2 separate regions of the Macaca mulatta genome follow, and region 1 is linked to region 2. A link is a contact called in public Micro-C data. All regions are on one chromosome and are shown on one strand. Each heading gives the region's core, a stretch centred on a gene start, on an enhancer-like site or on the middle of the called end of the contact. The rest is flanking DNA. Distances are from core to core; before and after follow the strand shown. Region 1 overlaps ITGA6 (integrin subunit alpha 6). Region 2 has its middle 68 kb from the start of DLX2.

What was found. A called contact is a pair of places that touch in the nucleus more often than the background predicts.
Region 1: a Micro-C map of CD4 T cells shows a contact between it and region 2, with 17 times the contacts expected there. The contact joins two enhancer-like sites. A contact is called at or near these places in 7 of 14 Hi-C or Micro-C datasets (CD4 T cells, blood, cortical neurons and 4 more).

The regions. Positions count from the first base shown.
Region 1 is chr12:77,391,343-77,394,042 of T2T-MMU8v2.0, forward strand. All of the region lies in intron 1 of ITGA6 (integrin subunit alpha 6), which reads left to right. Among named protein-coding and RNA genes, the nearest start is that of ITGA6, 36 kb to the left of the region's middle. Within about 2 kb of position 1,284, at least 6 of the 40 cell types and tissues checked have an H3K27ac peak or open chromatin away from gene starts, as enhancers often do. A contact at or near this core is called in CD4 T cells and blood, where this site is marked.
Region 2 is chr12:77,103,576-77,106,477 of T2T-MMU8v2.0, forward strand. No RefSeq gene overlaps it. Among named protein-coding and RNA genes, the nearest start is that of DLX2, 68 kb to the left of the region's middle. Within about 2 kb of position 1,381, at least 27 of the 40 cell types and tissues checked have an H3K27ac peak or open chromatin away from gene starts, as enhancers often do. A contact at or near this core is called in CD4 T cells and blood, where this site is marked.

The sequences.
Region 1 (2,700 bases), core at 34-2,533, 290 kb after region 2:
TTCCAGGCAGAATTTAAGAGCCTTTGCTTGTTTCCTGAACCAGGGAGTACAGCTTTACCTTGAAGATGAAGGCACCTCCAGTTGCAGAATGTGGTTGGGGTTACTGTGTTTCTCATCAAGGTGTAGCTTTACCTTACCTTTCGATGATGGGTTCTGCCACCTTATCGCAGTGGGTTGCAGGAGACCAGGTGCAACCGGAGCAGGGGCGCCCTCTGCTGCTGGGTGTCTGCTCTTCTTCCCACAGCCGCCCAGGGGATTTGTGAGGGGCAGTGGAACACCCCTGCTTCCTCCATCCCCTGCAGGACCACCCCACGTGGAGGAAGGACAGTGCCAGGACCATGTGCAGGCAAAGCCTGCCCAGAAGCAGTGCAACAGCTAAAGTTATTCTCCGTGGGTACGTTTCTCTTGTTGCTTGCAGGTCTCTTCTCGAATCTGTTGTCCTTTTCCCCCAAACCACCCTGCTGCCCCCATCCTTTCGTGTGGTCTGCTGTCATCTGCAGTAGCCACCGCATGTAAGACACGAAGACCTCTTCTGCAAGAGCTTGGTGTGGGCATTTGTGAAATTTTGTCACCACACCCCCTGTAACCAGCCAACAAATTCGAGTTAAATGCCTGTTCTTTGTCCCACACATACTAGTTACAGAGTGGAGAACAAGTAGCAGATAGTAGCTGGGGGAAGCCAACCCACTCTGAGGGACTGGGCATGTGAATGGGACAACATCCACAGCTTTTTTTAAACCACAGGACACCCAAAAGCAGCTGTACCCTGCAGGGCACGGCAGGCTGCAGAAGCCTGGGTCTCAGGGTCTCTGACCCTTTATCCTTTAGCGCTGCTGACCAGGCTGCCGATCCTCGACCCCTTCTTGTCACCCCATCGTGTGCTTCTCCCTTTCCTCTGGCTCTTTCCCTTGCAGCCTTTGCATGTGCTGTGCTCCTTACCTGGCCACCTCCAGCCCCACTGTCATCTCTTAGTGACATCCTCCCTTCCTCTCCAGCAGATGCTGGTGCCCACAGCACTCTGTTCTGTCCTCTCATTACCTCTAGCTCCCTGTGGTTTCATGACGTCATGACCTGTTCACGGATCAGGCTTCCCCAGGCCAGAGATTGAGGAGTGGGGGCAATTCCTTATTCATCCTAGGAGGCTCTTCATCAGTGTTTGTTGAGTGAATATGTGAACGAATGTGGGAATGGGGTAAACAGGAAATAAGCCCTGTGTCTGCCTTAGGTAGCTTGGGTGTGGGTGAGAAGAGGAAGTGGTTAGAGAAGACACACCGTTAAGACACTGGGACTCCTGTGCTACTTTTTCTAAGGCTTCTCTTTGCTGGTGGTTACCTTTACAGGAAATCTCTTACCCAGCCTTCACCCAAATGCAATAATGTTTTCCTTCCTTCCCTCTACTTATCTCTATTATCTTAACTTTATCAACATTATCAACATACAGAACAGTTTTGATTGTGATGTTTTACTTGTGTAAGTTTTGCCCTTTCAACTAGGTTGTAAACTTGAAATCCTGGGTTTTACTTCCTAAGCAGCTTTGTAAAGAAATGGAGGCAACATTGCACCAAGGTAATTTTTGTCATGGCTACCCACTAGCTGTGAGATCTTGGGGGATGAGTAATGAAGCTCCTCAAGGTCTCTGTTTCTTTATCTGTAAAATTGGAGGACTGGTCTCTCTCAGGGGCTTCCAGTGTGAAAAAGTCCTGGGGTTCTGGGCCTCTGATCCTGGCACCCCACTTATCTCTTCCAGCGCCCACCACATGACTCCACCTCTGACATCTGCCAAGTACAGTAATTGAACACATTCACCTCATAGTCTGGGCCAGTTCACCTCCCAGGTACTTGTTTGTTGGTGTTCCTGGGATCAGGGACATCACTGGAATAGGTGTGGGGCAGACCTGTGGGGACCCTGTGGCCCCAGCCTTGCCTCTGTCCTCTGTCAAGAAGGTTCAGGCACCAAGGACACTGCTCCAGTTCTGTGTGTCAGTTCTGTACCTTGGTGTGTGCTGTTTTGTTCCTTCAAATGTAGGGTGAGTTTGGAGGTGGAGGCTGACTCTGACTGTCCAGGGATCTGGGAGGAAGGACAGTGCTGGGGCTATATGTTCTCCATGAGCCACCCCTCCTTCTCTGTCCAGGCATCATCTAGCCCCCTTCCCTGCTTTCCTGCTTTCCAGGTACACTTGCCTCCCATGGCACCTGCTGCATGATAATGGTTTTTAAAAAAAATGTTGAATCCTTTATTGGAATGATTCCTTTATTGGAACCCAACAGGCAGGAAGGTAATAGACTATTTGGTTTGTATTTTCTTTCACTTGTTTTGCTTTTGCGTCTGAGATTTGTGGGTTTCTTGACGGCCAGGAGTGGCTTGTTTTCTGTTGTAAGAGGTTGTTGTTTGTACAGGTTCGTGTTTCCAGTCCTTTCCTCAGCTCCAGCCTTGTTTCCAAAACTCTCAGCCCTTGGTTTATCTCTGTCCAGTCAGGTGTGTGTTCTTTGTTTTTGTTTCTTGTCCTAGTTCCATGAGTCAGCCAGGCCTCAAAGATTGTGTAAACCTATGGTGAGTAAAGCTGTTAGCAAAAGAGACCTAGCAACAAGGTCGTTGGGTCTCTAAAGAGCTGTCCAGCTGTGAGATGGTGAAATTTTAAGGACTGTGGATTTGGATTGGGGGCCTCCTTATAGGAGATAAAAACACGCGGTTGGAGAGAA
Region 2 (2,902 bases), core at 131-2,630:
TGCCCTAAGATGTGTCTCTTCTTCTGACTAAGATATTGAAAAACTCAGGCAAGAGTTTAAATAAAATTGCTTCATAACATGTCAGAGTGGGAAAAAAGCATTATTTCAAAATCAATGTATTATTTTACATATGTGATTTAAGTTTTTATGTGTAACTAAATGAATAAATCCAATCCTATACACTGATATTTAACTCTTATCTATATCCTAAACATTTATGTTTTCAAGTTGGCTAAAAAATTCCCAAAACCCCAACTTTTGTTTTTGAGGAACTTTTCTCTGACAACACGTGGGATCACCGTATATTCAGGGTGCTCTGATGTTCAAGTTATATGGTATTCATATGGCCTGAAACTGACATGCAGAGGGCATCCATTGAAAAATGCTGGTCTACTGGATCAAGGTTCACCATAATATATGGCTATTCGGTGTTCAATAAACCTTTTTTTTTTTTTTTTTTTTTTTGAGACAGTCTTACTCCGTCACCCAGGCTGGAGTGCAGTGGTGCCATCTCGGCTCACTGCAACCTGCCTCTGCCTCCTGGGTTCAAATTATTCTTGTGTCTCAGCCTCCTGAGTAGCTGGAGTTACAGGCAGGTACCACCACACGCGGCTAATTTTTGTATTTTTAGTAGAGATGGGGTTTCACCATGTTGGCCAGGCTGGTCTCAGATGATCCACCCACCTCGGCCTCCCAAAGTGCTGGGATTACAGGCGTGAGCCACCGCGCCCAGTCCAATAAACTTCTTAAATGACAAATAAAATTGGCAAATAAGTGTTGCTGTTGTGACTTTGCTTCTTCTTTTCTTTCCTGTTCTTAACCTCTGCAGGGTTTCTGTCTTGCTGCCTATTCCTAACACAGAAGAGGAAGACAGGATCTCTGCTTCAGGGAGCCTGTAGGGTCTGTTAAAGGCAATGACATGCCAGTGAGCCAGGGCACATTTCCACTTAGCCAGAGGCCAACGTCACAAAGGAGGTGGCGTTTTGGTCGAGCCTGCTTATAATCCTAGTGTCTATAGATTTTATTAAATAATTAGAGTCATTCTTCAGGTAGAAACGAACCTTCCTTGACTTCATAAATTATCAGATGTCTGGAATTCTGAATTTTATCCCTTCAAGTCCCTCCACCAGAACTTCCCAGCACGTCCATTTTCTTCTACAGCGTGAGGGAAGGGTCAGGTTTAGCAACATTGTCTTGGCAAACAGATTAGCCCTCTCCATTTAGGAAGGAGGAAGGAGGCTGCTCTCGCGGCCACATTTCCTGGAAGACTGCCGGTGAGGAGGGCTCGGGCGGTGGCGGGCCGCGGTCCGGCGCAGTTTCCCCGCGGCCCGCTGGGTCGCACTGTGGCCTTAGGAATGCGGGCCGGGGCGGGGCGGGGCGGCTTGGGAGTGCGCGACAGCCACCGCCGCGTTCAGCCCCGGGCGCAACTGCAGCCGTGCCTGGGGACTCTGGGGCCGCGACCCACCGAGAACTCTGCCAGACCGCAGCGAAGTTTGCATACACGACAGCACGTCCCGGGGCTAGGACCTTGCCCGCCTACGGGGCTGACCTGCACCACCCTCGGGGAAGCGCGGACCGCCGCCCCGCTGCTGGGAGTTAGGCACCCGGGCCTGGGTCGCCCCCACGGACGGCTCGGAAGGCACGAACGAGCGCCCCCCGGGGAGAGTGGGCTGGGGAGGGGTCCAGTCGTGGTCACGGAAGCGGGTGGTGCTCGCGCCAGGCTGCACTCATTCTGACTAGCAATATGCTGGTGGAAAGTGCTACTCCAATGCCTTCTTCGTTGCGCTGCTTTCATTTTCTTTAAATCTGCATAAAGTTTTTTATTTTATTTAAAAAATATTTTTTTGCCTTGCTTCCTCCTCCAGCGTTTGACTTTCTATTGTTGCTCAGTGCTTGGGTGGGATGTGGACTCTCTTTCCTTGTGACACCAGAGCTCAGAGTACCATGAATCCCTCTCCCCTCCACCTTGCTTAAATGGCTATTTTTCGTGTGTGTGTGTGTGTGTGTGTGTGTGTGTGTGTGTGTGTGTGTGTGTGTGTTGGTGGGTGTGTGTGTGTGTGTGTGTTGGTGGGTGGGTGTTTTAATTAAGTAGTTTTAAAAATGGAAAAATTAGTAAGTGCACATGGAAGAAAATTCAAACAGTACAGAAGCCTCTTCCCCTTTCAGACCAGGCAGCCACTGCTAATATTTTCTTTTGATTCCTTCCAGAACACAAGTATACGTTTCAATGCGTTCCCATCCCCAGATTGGGTCATCTGCCCTCCCGCCTCAGCTCCCCCTTGATCATGTATCTTGGAGATGACTTCACATCAGCGTGTGTGGATGCACGGCATTCTTTTAGATGGCTGCCTGGTGTTCTGTGTGTTATACCAGCACCCCGTAATTATTCTATCGGCCACGATGGAAGGATATGGCAGTTGTTTCCAGCCTTTTGCTGTTACAGACAATTCTGCAGTGAACATCTGTGTCTATGTCTTTGAGTACGTGTGCAACCATGTCTATAGAATAAATTCCTAGAAGTGGAATTGTCTCCTTGAAAAATACTTGCATTTAAAATTTTATAGATTTTGCCAGGTGACCACCAAAGGTGGTACCTATTGATACTCTCATCAATGACCGCTCCCCATTTCCCCCCTTGTTCACACTAGGTTTACTGCACTTTTAAAATATTTGCCAAGGTGAGCAAATAGGCTTTAAAAGTAGAATTTCATTGTAATTTTCATCTTTTAAATTTTGAGTACAATTTATTCTTTTCCACGTGAAAAAAGAGCTACTTGAATTCTATGAGCAGATGGTTCACATCCTTTTCCTATTTCTATTGGCTTAGTGGTCTTTTTCTTACGGATTGCAAATGATTTTTATCCTTCTTGCACATGACCAATTAATCTCTGGTTGTAATATG